2 separate regions of the Anas platyrhynchos genome follow, and region 2 is linked to region 1. Evidence: chromatin contacts called from public Hi-C data. All regions are on one chromosome and are shown on one strand. The core of a region is the stretch at or near the end of the contact, and the rest is flanking DNA. Distances in the headings are between cores, read along the strand shown. Region 1 holds the start of RIOX1 (ribosomal oxygenase 1). Region 2 overlaps NUMB (NUMB endocytic adaptor protein).

Evidence for each region. A called contact is a pair of places that touch in the nucleus more often than the background predicts.
Region 2: a Hi-C map of skeletal muscle shows a contact between it and region 1, with 1.5 times the contacts expected there. The contact joins the enhancer-like site here to the promoter of RIOX1 in region 1. A contact is called at or near these places in 2 of 8 Hi-C or Micro-C datasets (F1 follicle and skeletal muscle).

Annotation. Positions count from the first base shown.
Region 1 is chr5:35,136,283-35,143,113 of IASCAAS_PekinDuck_T2T, reverse strand. It overlaps RIOX1 (ribosomal oxygenase 1), which reads left to right and starts at 2,907. Exons shown (of 1, transcript XM_005021698.5): 1 at 2,907-4,765. The coding sequence starts at 2,943. The coding sequence ends at 4,721.
Region 2 is chr5:35,210,367-35,217,197 of IASCAAS_PekinDuck_T2T, reverse strand. The region is part of intron 3 of NUMB (NUMB endocytic adaptor protein); the gene reads right to left. Among named protein-coding and RNA genes, the nearest start is that of NUMB, 67 kb to the right of the region's middle. Within about 2 kb of position 3,642, at least 1 of the 8 cell types and tissues checked has an H3K27ac peak or open chromatin away from gene starts, as enhancers often do. A contact at or near this core is called in F1 follicle, where this site is marked.

The DNA.
Region 1 (6,831 bases), core at 1,658-4,157:
AGAGGAAACGTCTGTGCTTCCAATTCCTCCAAAAAGATAATTTCACAGGGGAGCCTGGACCTTGTAATTATTATTTTTATGAATTTGTTTTAATTGGACTTTTGCATGGCAGGAACGGCTTATTTTCTCAGTGGGGCTCTGTGTGCCAGATAACCAGGATTAAAGACTACAACCAGTCACTGAATAAGAAAATCACTGAGAAGAGAGAAACAGCTGGAGACAGGCCAAAAACTCTGCCAAGAGATGCTTCAGTGAGTGAGTGCATTCACTCTGATGAGGGGGCCAGAGGATAGCTCTTGAGAAACAGTTCCTGAATTAGCTTTTAGTCTTGTTATCTGGCAGTGAACTTTATAGCTTTCACAAAGAGGAGCAGGCTTCACAATCCTGCCCAGTGTCCTTCCAGTGATGACATCCTGGATGTCACTGGGCTGTATGAGAAAGACTCTCAGGGCTCTAAGCTGAGGAAACCTGTTAGTAAAGGCTTGAAATGTTCCTTTTCCTTACCGGGTATTGCTTTTGGCACGAGAACAAAACTGACAGTGCGAAAGGAAGGCTGCCAGCAAAGTAATCATGAGAAAAAGGATTAAACCTAGTTTAACTTTCTAAAAGTGACCGATTTACATTAGTGGTTTTTCAGGAACTAAGAGAATGTGCTGGGCAGCTTGCACAATGGTGAACAATTGAGCATCCAATATACAGAGAAGTAAAAAATGTGGATTAGGCCCAATTGTGCAAATAATTTTGCCCTTTCCGCTCCTTAGTGAATATTGCTCATAGCTTTGCAGGATCACGCCTTATACAAGCTGTTCTTTAAACCCAAGATTTCAATTCCTTGAACCATGAGTGGAAAAAGGTTAAAATATCAAATAAGCCCTGCACCTCTTTGAGGTGCCATTTACTTATTTCTTCTGAAGTCACTTGTGGCTCTTTTATAAGTTGTACTCACCACATTTTTTATATCCTCTTAAATAAAATGTGTGTGGCTCTTGGCAATGCAGCTTATATGCTCATAAAATCTGAGTAACTTTGTGCTAAATTCTAATTAAGAAATTTAATTGAGCCTCCAGTTGCTACTATGTCTGTGTGAGCAGCAGCTGGGGACCACCTAATCATTCAGAGATCTGTGCTACTTTCCTTTTGTTTATTTAAAGAGTTTTATGTGACGCTCTACTTTCTTTTCAACAAATTCCCTTGAAATATCGGACAGTGAATGAAAACGGCATGTAAACCTCTTGGCTATTCCTAGAAAACCATCTGAGTACTCTGTAAGTGATATGAAAGCTCTCTCTTTGCGCCGTAGGTCAAAATCCTTTCTTGTGTGGCACAGAAAAGTAGCAACGTTCTTTATTCATGAAAGCCTTTACCATTGGAAAGGCTCAACTGTCAAAAGAAACATTTTGTTGTTGTAGAGATTTCACCACCATTATTTTCCACCATGTCCTTCACTTTGGGACTTTGGTATACATCAAGAAATCCAGTGTCAGTCATCTATCTTTCAGCAGTAGAAAGTGGCATTCGTACCAAGATCAGAGCCCCAGAGTGGGACTTTGAACCCACTGTACTGGTAAACACCCAGGACAGCACTGCTGAACTCATTAGAGATATTCCGGAGCAACTCGGGTCAGGCTCTGTACCAAGCTCTCAGCGTCTAAGAATTGGTTGCACTCGAGTAAATTAAACAGTAACACGAATAACACCTCAGAAGCCCAGAGTTTTCAAAGGTCTTTTTTCCCCCCAAAGCCTACTTAGCCATGCTTACATGCAATTCAAGCATACAATAGTCGAATTTCTACCCTATTTCAAAGCGTCTGCCTCTTGGTTTTGTTTAGGGCCCAGTTCTGCTGAAACGGTTTCAGCTGATAAGATTATTCGGGTAAGCAGGGCTTAACCTTGGGAAACAAAGAACGGTTTGAAATGCAGAGCTCACCCTTCCTTCTCTCCCAGGATACACACGAACACACAGCCTGCTTTCACTTTCCTCTCATTTTAAACCCCATCCAGAGCAGAAATCCTGCCAAGAAACCTCCCCATGCCCATTCCGGCATCTCTTCCAGCCTTCCCCAAACACCCTGCGGAGGAGCCGGCAGTGCGGGAGCGCCGGGCTGCCTCTGCCACCTGCTGGCAAGGCCGAAAATGCTCAAGAAATTAAACCGGAGGCAATAATGTTATCCACGCACCTCTAAAATGAGGCTTGCAATCGAAAGATATCTTAAGACAAGCCAAAATATCTTAAACCTGTAAGGTGTCTGTTTCCAGTTAAGACTGAGCAGCTGAGAGCACCCTTACTGGGCCGGGCTGGGGATTTCTGCTCCTGCCTCCTGGTACCACGTAAATGTAGGTCGGGGCTGAAATCCTGGCAATGCTAAAGGTGGAAGAGGCCAAGACTGGCTTTCCAGCTCCCTATCCTAGGCCCGTTACACTAAGTGGCCCACACGACAGATCTGCATGTGTCTTTGAATGTTAGCTGCTTACTTTATGTTAAATACATAGCTGTGTGAAGCTGATATTCAGATCTGTGAGAGGTTAATAACACCTTTGTAAACCGTAAGCTTCCTGAGCACACTCGGGTAATTGCTCCAGTTACATGCTCTGGACTAACAGGAGGTAAAATGTCCATGCAAAATCCATTCCCACAAATGATGTCAGTCCACCAGAGATTTTTCTCACACGAGTATTGCTCAGTGAATTTCTCCTATTGAAGCTTGTTCTTGATCAGGAAATCACCAACATAGCCTAGTGCCTGAAGCAGCAGCCTCGGAGGGGTCAGCTCCGAGTACCATGTACCCAGCACCACGAGGCTACACCCTGTGAACAGCGAGACGCCCCTGCAGCCTGCCGGGCCCTAGGCAGCACCGGGCTCGTTGAGGCCCCACGGCGGGACCGGCGCCGGGCGGCGCCACCGCGCCCACCCCGGCGGAAGCGGCCCAGCGGGGCGGGCCGAGATGGCGGCGGGCGGCGCGGAGGAGCTGCAGCAGCAGCAGCGGCGGCGGCTGGGCCGGCTGTCGGCGCTCTCGGTGTACCGCCGGGCGGCGGGGGCCGAGCGGCTGGAGCGGCGCCGCCGCGGGACGCCGCTGCCCGCGGGAGGCAGGCGGGCCAAGGCGCGGCCGAGGCGCGGCGCGGCGAGAGGAGGAGGCGGCCACGAGTTGGCGGCGCCGCCACCGCCGCCGAGCGCCGCCACCGCCGTGCCCGGCCGCGTGGAGCGGGCCGAGGCAGCGCCCGGGAGCGCTGAGAAGAAGCCGCCGGGGGGCCCCGCGCCGAGCCCGGGCGCCCCGAGGGTGCGGGCTCCGGTGGGGAGCACCGAGGCGAAGCCGCCGGGAGGCCCCGCGGCGAGCTCGGTTGGCGGCGGCGTGCCGGGGCTGCTGCGGCGGCTGGGGCTGCTGGAGGACAGCCGGCGGCGGGCGGCGGAGCTGTTCCGCTGGCTGGTGGCGCCGGTGGAGCCGGGGGAGTTCGCGGGGCGGCACTGGGAGCGGGCGCCGCTGCTGGTGCGGCGGGGGGACCCCGGGTACTACGCGGGGCTGTTCTCCACGGCAGACTTCGACGCCATCCTGCGCAGCGGCGAGGTGCAGTTCGGGACCCACCTGGACGTGACCAGCTACGCCGAGGGGGTGCGGGAGACGCACAACCCCGTGGGCCGGGCCCTGCCCGCCGTCGTCTGGGACTTCTACCAGAACGGGTGCTCCCTGCGGCTCCTCAACCCCCAGGCCTTCTCCGCCACGGTCTGGCACTTGCTCTCCGTCCTGCAGGAGTATTTCGGGAGCATGGCGGGGGCCAACACCTACCTGACGCCACCAGGCACGCAGGGCTTCGCCCCCCACTACGATGACATCGAGGCCTTCGTGCTGCAGCTGGAGGGGAAGAAGCACTGGCGCGTTTACAGCCCCCGGACAGACACCGAGGTGCTGCCCCAGTTCTCCAGCGCAAACCTGACGCAGGCTGAGCTGGGCAAGCCTGTGCTGGAGGTGGTGCTGGAGGCTGGGGACCTGCTCTACTTTCCCCGGGGCTTTATCCACCAGGGCGATTGTCTGCCTGACGCGCACTCGCTCCACATCACGGTGTCCTCCTACCAGAGGAATTCCTGGGGCGACCTCCTGGAGAAGCTCCTCCCGGCGGCCCTGCAGATGGCCCTGGAGGAGGATGTTGAGTACCGGCAAGGGCTTCCCATAGGCTACCTGGGGTACATGGGGGTCGCCAACTCCGATGCAGCTGACGCTTGCCGAACGGCTTTTGTGGAGAAGCTGCAGAGACTGGTGAAGAAACTTGTTGACTATGCACCCATTGATGCTGCTGTAGATCAGAGAGCCAAGTCGTTTCTTCATGACTGTCTCCCCCCGGTGCTTACCCAAAGTGAAAAACAGCTAAGCGTGTATGGCTTTCCAGCCCAGTGGCAAGATGGAAGTCCCCGCAATGTTGACATACTAATAACAAAAGACACAGAAGTTCGTCTCCTCCGTCATGGCATCATTAGGTTGTGCAATGAAGAAGCAGGTGTGATGCTGTACTACACAACAGAAAATTCAAGAGTGTATCATAAGGAAGAACCCAAGTACCTTGAGATAGATCCTGAGTATACAGACAGTATTGAATTTCTTCTGTCTTCCTATCCAAACCATGTCACTGTGGATACCCTCCCATGTGGAACGTTGGATGACAAGATTTCTTTAGCCACACTCCTGTTTGAGAAGGGCATTCTGACTACTAAGAAACCACTGGTGCAAGTGTAACTCTTGTTTTTGTACAAAATAAACATACATTTGTTTAGAAAGTATTCTCTCTTGTTTTCACTTTATACCTGCTTAGGTGTGAATGAGCAGTCTGATCACAGTATCTGATCTGAGTGAAGAATGACTTTGACCTGGACAGAAAAATCAAATGTTCTTATTAAAACAAGGATCCTCTCTAGAAGCAACTCTGCATGGCTGAGTGACTGGAGAGGTTTTTCTTTATTTGTTTTGTTTTTTCATTTCCCCTTTTGCCAGCCATATGCATCCTAGCTAACTTCAGGAAGCTAGTGAACTTTTTACAATCTGTAAATCTTCTATGTTTACCAAGTATTGTAAAGCAGCCTGCACTACTGTGGGATGTACTCTTATTACGTACAGACATACTTGGTGATGGGTATTTATGATCCTGGTAAGCAAGGCACTTAGACTCTGTGAGGTAACATTAAAAATGCTGTTAGAGCTAATGTTATGAGAAGAGAATAGCACAATCTTAGTTCCCTTTCGATGTGGAGCATCAAAGTGGACTCTAACACACAAGCACCATGCCATGCAGATAGCGCACAGCAGAGATACTCCCCTGCTGGTTATTCAAGCTATTACAGAGTTTTCTTAAAAGGATACAGCTCTGAGTATCTTGTCTACAGTCAAACAGAAACGTGCATGAGAACTTGCTGCACTGTTAGTATCTAACAAGACACTTGCTGCATTGTCGATACTATATTAGGAGGAGCTGTTGACTCCCTCGAGGGCAGAGAGGCCTTGCAGAGAGATCTTGGCAACTTAGAGAGCCGAGCAATCACCAATGATGTTAAATTTAACAAGAGCTAGTGCCAGATTTTGTACCTGGCTATATGTACGGTCTGGGGGATGAAAGGCTGGAGAGCAGCCCTACGGAAAGGGATCTGGGGTTTCTGGTCAATGCCAAGTTGAATATGGGTCACCAGTGTGCCCTGTCAGACAAAAGGTCCAACTGTATCCAGCATGGCTAGCTGGTCAAGGGAAGGGATTGTCCCACTCTGCACTGGTGTGGCCTCACCTTGAGTCCTGCATGCAGTTTTGGGTGCCCCAATAAGAAGGACATAAAACTATTAGAGTGTCCAAAGGAGGGCTACGAAGATGGTGATGGATCCATAGGGCAAGATGTATGAGGAGCTGCTGAAGTCACTTGATTTGTTCAGCCCAGAGAAGAGGCTTAGGGGAGGCCTCATGGCGGCCTGCAGCTCCCTCATGAGGGGAGAGGAGGGGCAGGTGCTGAGCTCTGCTCCCTGGGGACCAGTGAGAGGAGCTGAGCAAATGGCATGAGTCTGTGACAGGGGAGGATCAGGCTGGATATTTGGAAAAAGTTCTTCACCCAGAGGGTGCTGGGCACTGGAACAGGCTCCCCAGGGCAGTGGTCATGGCACTGAGCTTGTTGGAGTTCAATAAGTGCTTGGACAATGCTCTCAGACATGTGGCCTGATTTCTGGATGGTCCCATGTGGACTAAGGAGTCGGACTCGATGATCCTTGTGGATCTTTTCCCACTCAGGATATCCTGTGATCCTACCATAAAGGCAAGGCCATGTGGGTGGCATGATTGCCAGTACCGACTGGGAGCTGCACACAGGCTCCTCAGGTATGAAAAGTTTCCTGAGCTAATCCTGAGGCCACAGGATTTCAGCAGCACAGCACAGGCCTGGAGGCCATGCTCTATGCACAATGTGGCACAGGCCTGGTTGTGCTCAGGTTAACTCTTCTGTGGATCATTGACTCGATGTACAATGATTTTCTGATCAGGATCACAACACTGACTTCCACTGAGAAAAATAATGAGATGCCTAAATGTTAATGAAGACTTAAGACCTAGTGACAAACTGATCTCTCCCTTGCAACAGTGAAGTTGCCCTGCCATTTAACATTTCCCTGAGCTGCTCCATAAATTTCCTTTGCAAGCTTCCTGAGCCCCAGCATAGGGTGGCTGGTGCACTCTTGCATTTGAATCTTTCCACATCAGCTGGAAAATAGCTGCATAGGACCTGATTTCATTAGCTTATTTGAAATTTCTCTGGTCAACCTCTGCTCACAGGTGCACCAGTACAATACCACCAACATCCAAGGGAGGGGGACTGCAG
Region 2 (6,831 bases), core at 2,393-4,892, 73 kb before region 1:
CACACCTACTGCAGATGGATCTGCAGTTCTGCCATATCTGTGCTGAAGTGCCAGAGATGCAGGAATCCTCTGCTTGTGCATCTCCCATGATGGGAAAAGTTTGGTGTCAGTAACCTAAGAAAGTTTGTCAACTTCTCCTTAAGAGGAGAGATACAGGCAAGAACAAGGCTGAGGTTTAAAGATGGAGGAAAAAAAAAAGATATATGCATGTAATGAGCCATCTAGCTTGCATTACTATTAAGTTAGAGGACACCTTCCAGATTTGCTGAGCTATCTGCACATCTCATTTACCCAAGTGTAGGCAAAACGTTTCCAACTGAAGATCCAAACCATTCAGTCCCTGTACTTGGCAACCTGCCTTTTGCTTGCAAAAGGGAGAAACAGAGCAGGGTAAATATTGCCTCTTGCCACACTCCAAAACAGACAACCGCTTTCCCCTGTGTTGCCAAACCTCTATTCAAGTCACATGCTCCAACTTTCAGCAATCAGTCATGCCTCTGCTGCTAGAGACAGCAAATTCTGCTGCAGTTTTCAATGCTGCTTCCACTCCAGTGAATGGGGACATTATTGCACATATCAAGTGCATCTACCCACAGCAAAAGGGTACAATCCCCAGACCTCATCGAGCATCAATCAATTCTGATTTATAAAAGAAATTACGCTGCCACACAATACTTCTTTATGATGAGGACAAAAGGTGCTTTGTTGGCAATTACACTTTACACTTAAAGCCCTTCATAAAAAAACCTTATTCTTCCCAACGCACCATTTTTGCAGAAGCCAGAAGCTCATAGCTATCAATATCAATGGCCTTGTACGTTATATAGGTGGTTTCAAAAGTCTTCCCTGAATATTGTTCTTTTTATTTTCTTTTGTGGTTGTGGGTTTTTTGAGTTCCCTATAGATCCCAATATATTTTTAAGTATCTTTCTTATAAAAATAACTTCCAACTGTGTAATCAGAATGCTACAGTCCTCTCTTTTTTTGCAACACCAAGTCAAGTCTCCTTTAAGCAGCTGATCCTTTCCATATCTTCAGGTTTATTTCCAAAACCCTTTTTCCCATCAGGCTATGCATAGATATACGCAGCTCCTGTATTGAAGCAGCACTGCAATAACTTCTACTTATCTGGCTTTTAGCTGGTACTAATCAAAGGCTCAAGTATTTCAAGAAACTTGGCAAACAGCTCTGCCACAGACTGAAACCCTGCCAGTAGCCTTACATTTTTAATCAGAAGCGTTAAACTGTAGTTATATCATTACCTACCCTTAAATTCGAAACATTAGCTGAAGTTGCTAGTTAGAAAATGCTAAGAGCATTTTACAAATGACAATTTAAAATTTAATACAGTAAGAAAAATACAGCTGCTAGTTAGATTAAGACATGGTCTGCTCCTTACAGCCTTAAGTCCTGAATTCTGGTGTTTAACGTCCACGCAACAGAAAAACAAACCAAATTCTGCAGTTCTGTCACAGCAAAGAGAACACGTGGAAATCACTTTAAAAAGGCAATACATACACCCCGCATTTCTATACACGGTTTTTCAACATCTCTGAAAGAAAACTTCCCTTTCAAAGTAAGAGAAGAAAAACACACTGTGAAGTGCCTGGACAGAGACTGCCAAGTATAAGCAAAACGTCTTCCAAATTCCAGCATGGCATATTACCACGAACACACTCAGTGACTGGGACACAGAACTACTGGTTACACAGAACAGATGTGACCTGCATAAGCCATACCATGGCAGCTGATGACATTGCAGAACAGTAAGGAAGGGGAACCCTGGACATATTTGCACAGAGCTCTCCACATCACAAGAATCACACTGCCGGCATTCCTGGAGAAAGCAAGTATATTTCCATCATGGAAGTGCAAATAATAGGAATGCAGTATTAATATTGAATGCATTCCTACTTAATTTCCATAGCAACCATTGAATGATAGCCATACTGGCGATTCTCAGCCATGAGATGTTCTGTGAGAGATTTAATTGTTTTATCAGAAACGAACAATGCTTTTACAGAAGGTTAAAATCCTTGTGGGCAGAATCCACATAAAGGGTAACACAAAATAAAAGCTCTAAACAAAATACCTTCAAGTTGTTGGGAAACCCCTTAACATAAACATTTTTAAAGAAAAGTTTTGCTTATATTAACATTTTCAGGAAAAAAAAAAACACACACCAAAGGATGATATGATAGTATAGTAAGTAAAAAAAAACCCTTCCCTCTCCACCTCTAGGCAACAAACTTTCTGTTCTCTTTCACAGATGAAACACCTCTTTCGGAGGTATTTGGTATCACTCTTCAGTCAAACACTACAAAGCAATCAACACAGGAACAAGTCAAATTGGCACACAGCAAAATGCCCTTGGAACTTGAAAAGTGCTTGAAAAACTGAATTCTTTTTCAACATTTTAAGCTTTTCCCAATTTCCGCTAAAAGTGAACAACCTGAGTTATCACAGCAAGTATTTTTGGTGAAGCTGTCCTACTGACTTCCCCCAAACATATGCAATGGAAAGCATTCCTAATTAAACATCAAGGGCTGATGTATCAGGCCACAAATGTTGCTGGTCAGAAAATTAAATGAAACTGCTCTACAGTTTGTGTCCTATTACAAAAAATAATACCTTGTACTTCTTTGTTTTCTTTTCTTTCACAAATACTTGGTTATCCCAGTTTTCCAAAATGCAAAGTTCAATAGCTGCTGGCAAAAAGAAAAGGTCCTTCACCAGAATTTCTTCCACCTGGCCAACTGGCTGGATCTATTTGCAGTTAAGGTCTCTCTTCCAAACAGAGGCAGATACACAAATTACTGTAGTTTTCTCTACATTGCCAGATGTTCACTTGCACTGTTTTATTTACAATAATAGATTAGGCTCTTCAGATTATATTTTAAACTACATGGACACAAGAAAAGAGCTTACCATAAGTCTTGGCCAAGGTGTCCCATGTTAGAGAACTAACTGCTGCTGAGAGCAGCACACTACCATTTCCTCGGTATTTTTCCTGGAGGCAGCAGCATTCCTCTTTCTTCCTCTGTGTAAATACTGTTCTCTCTACTGCTATAAATAATACTCCATTTGAAGACTGAATACTTGGAATCTGTATGCATAGATACTCTTCTAGAACAGGTGTTCTTAACTCGCAGTTAAGGTGTACTTAACTCGCAGTTTCAGGGTGAAATCCTGTCTTGCAACTAGATACCAGATTAAATCCAAGAAGCCTGGATGCATCTCAAAGCTGAGCTAATTTTCCACTGGCCTCAGTAAGATTTACATCCAAATATTCAATACGTTACTTCTCTCCTCTCTCATATTCATGCTGATGCTTTTTAATTTATTGGTTTGAAACAGATGTTTGCTTAGAGCTGTAGAAGCACAGATAATGACGAAAAAAAAAAAGAAAAAAGGCATGATTAAGCATCACCAAACAAACTAAGCTAAATTCTGCTTATTCAGAACTACAGGTTAGTTATGATGCTATACATTCCCTTGGGGTCTGATTTCTTCCACTTCCCTAAGTCACCAGAACAGAAAACGTCTCATTAATTTGTTAACTCCTCAGCAAATATGCTCTGTAACTGCTATCACCACTAAATGTCTCTGAATAGCATGGGCCAAAACAATTTAACTCTAAGAATGAAGCAATATCTGTACCAGTAGTTCTCAGTGTCCTTTCACACCACACCCATCTAAGAATCACGCTGTACATTTCTCTTACTGATTCTCACGTTATACTTAGCAGTGTGAACAGAAAGAACACTGTGAGGAAATAAAAAACATTTCCCGTTAGGACTATTGAAGATGAAGTAGCAAAGTTCAATGTAGGATACACAAATGCTGTATTCTTCGTCGTCTCACAAATCCCTGAAATGTGGCTGAGAAGGAACCCAGGAGGTTATGTAGGACACCGCTTGCCTCAAGGCAGGATCTACTTCCACATCTACATCAGAGAAGTCAGCCCGGTAGCACTACAACATTTCTGTAGCTGGAGATCAATAGGGTATGCCATCCACCCTGTAGCTTACATGACATACTGTTAGAAAGGGGGGTTGATTTACTGAGTTATCGTTGTGAATGCCTATCCAAAATTTCCCTTGATGAGGCTTAAAAGACCCGCTATTTTCCTAGCCCCTTTACAGCTTTGTGCATGTTTAATTTTTCAATCGTTCACTCTGATGTGCAATTCCTACACTTCTGGGAACTCAGTATTTGTAAATAAACTTAAAAGTCTGTTAAAAAACAAGTGATGATAACACAATGCACAGGTGCACATCGTACCTTTTCTTCAAGTCCTGCAAATAAATCAATTTCCACTTATGACATTGGAAATCCTCTAGCTCAGCAAAATAAAAAACAAAAACTCAAAATTAAAAAGGATAACCCAATAATAACTTTTTTTCTTTTTAATTTCCAATACTTAAATTATATTTAAAAGCTAAATTTCTACAAGGACATCTAAACCATTTTTACGGCTCTAGACATAAATACTCGTATCTTTAAAACAATTTGAAGTTTATTAAACAATGTAAGAATTTGACCTTGGCCAAAGACAAGCGGGTTTTTAAAATGAGTAAGAAGTTTCATTTCAAACTTGTTTGCAAGGCTATTCAAACTAAAGGCTATATACAAATCTGAAAAGTTTAAAGATTATGGATTGAATTGCATTCCTTTAGTCATGACAAAAGTGCATAGGAATTTATTTAAGATAAGTCTTACACCTTCTGTTACAATTAGCTGTCTTCCTGGGATCTGAAACGCTGCAGGAATTAAAAAAATTACATGCTGCTGGGTTATCATGCCATATGTATGCTTATTGTTCACTGCTAACATCAATTCATGCCTTAAGAGGTTGGGATTTGTAGTGTTTAACGTGTAAGGCTTTGCGACGTTTCAGAAATCAGCAGATTTGTCACTTTAACTTCTTAAAAATGCTTAACATAGTTCCCAAAGACTGTTCAAGCATCTCAAGCCTCCACAGTCAAAAATACCACAGGCCTTACTTAAAGGCACTGCAGCATCAGAAGCAAGTAAACTCCTTCACAGCTATTATTATTTCAAACTAAAAGTGTATGTATTAACAGGTGAAATAACAGCCAGTCACCTGTGCTGACTACCAGCCTTTCTGATCTGGAGGAAGGGAATGGCATGCAAGCTGTGCTTATAAACTAATTTAAAATATAAAAAAATATTTTTAACATGAGATTTGTATCTTAGACATTAAGCAATAAGGCTCACTATGTAAATTCCAAAACTAAAAACAACAACTGGGCAGCTATGAGTGGTGTGAGAGCACACAGCAAAGGGACAGCTGTGGCCTATTTCCTACTGAGGGAGGTTTCAGTGGGCTGCATACACACTAATTACGTAAGACACTGCTCCGTCACAGGGATCCCAGAGATGGAAGCCAGCACTCACAGCCACATTGACCCAGTGACAATATTCTATGAGGCCTAGAGCAAGTCATTCCCTCTTTTATCCTCTCTGCGCTTTTTAAAAATATTCTTTATTATTATTATTAATTATAAACATTATACTAAGTTATATATTAATATAAAGTGTTAGTGTCTTCCAAACATCTCCCATCAAAGCAAGAACTAGACAAAACAATCGAAGAGTATTTGATCTGAAAAGTTAATTCTCTTGTAAGTGAACGTACTACTGTATCCATTTGATTTCTATCTGGCAACACTAACATAGAAATCAAGATTCAGTGGAGAGGCTAATTCACATGACACCATGTGTTCAGTGCTAAACTCCGGACTTCAGACTCAAAACACAAGTGTGGTATGTTACTCTTCCCCACTGACTTTATTCATTGATATATTTAGTTTTTCTGTTGAAATAAGTGGAATAAAATACATACACAAGCAACCTTGCAGGCTACAGGCAACAGTAGCCTTAGACACATTAAGGTCAAAAGAGATTGACCCCCAGAAACTTGGAAGTAAGTGACAGAATAAAACTAATCCAATTAATCCAAGCTGCATCTGGCTGTTGAGTCCTCTAGAACCACAGGTAGGAATCAACTGTAAATGTTCCCTTTGATACATAAGTTGGTTAGAAGAACCAAGAACTTGCAAATGTTCAATTTGTTTAATTCTCGTAAGTAGGGGGAAATGACCTAATTTTCCTGATATAAATTTCACAGGCCAGTTACTCTACAGTGCACTTGTATGAACAAAAACTACTTACCCAGAGGGACATTCGGAAAGGCATTTCAGACAAAAGAAGCCCTAGTGTCAAATATTTTAGTCATTAAAACATAGAACAGCTGCATGGTCTCAGTGAGGTAGTGTCTGGAGCAAGAAAGCAAGTTGGAAAACGTGTATGTCAATGAACTTCATTTTGGACAATTATAATTTATAGAGATTGTGTAAAAATAAATTATAGCACTGATAAGAGCAGCTTTAACGTCCGTTAGAATAATTGACTTCTGAACAGTTGTAAATGCAATGTCTCTATGTAAACCTTTTATATATTACATAGGTATGGCACATTTTTTTCTCCTCAGAGGGAAGATTCACTACTGAAGCACAGTAGTTACTTTTTAATTTTCTAGAACAGTGAAAGAGAATGGTCCTGTCTGAGACCTGAATGCCTGTCGTATTTTCTGCAGCGACTTTTCAAGAAGTATTAACGGTTCCACACTTCATAAAGAGGCAGCTCTGCATGCATCTATAAAGGATAAAACCTATCATGCCTCCATACCACAAAGGTTAATAGAACCTTACAATTCTGTGCCTAATGGGATAGTAAAAGTCTGCAAGTCACACTTGCCTAAACACAAGTCTAATACCCTTTACATACCTCTGCTGACAGACGTGC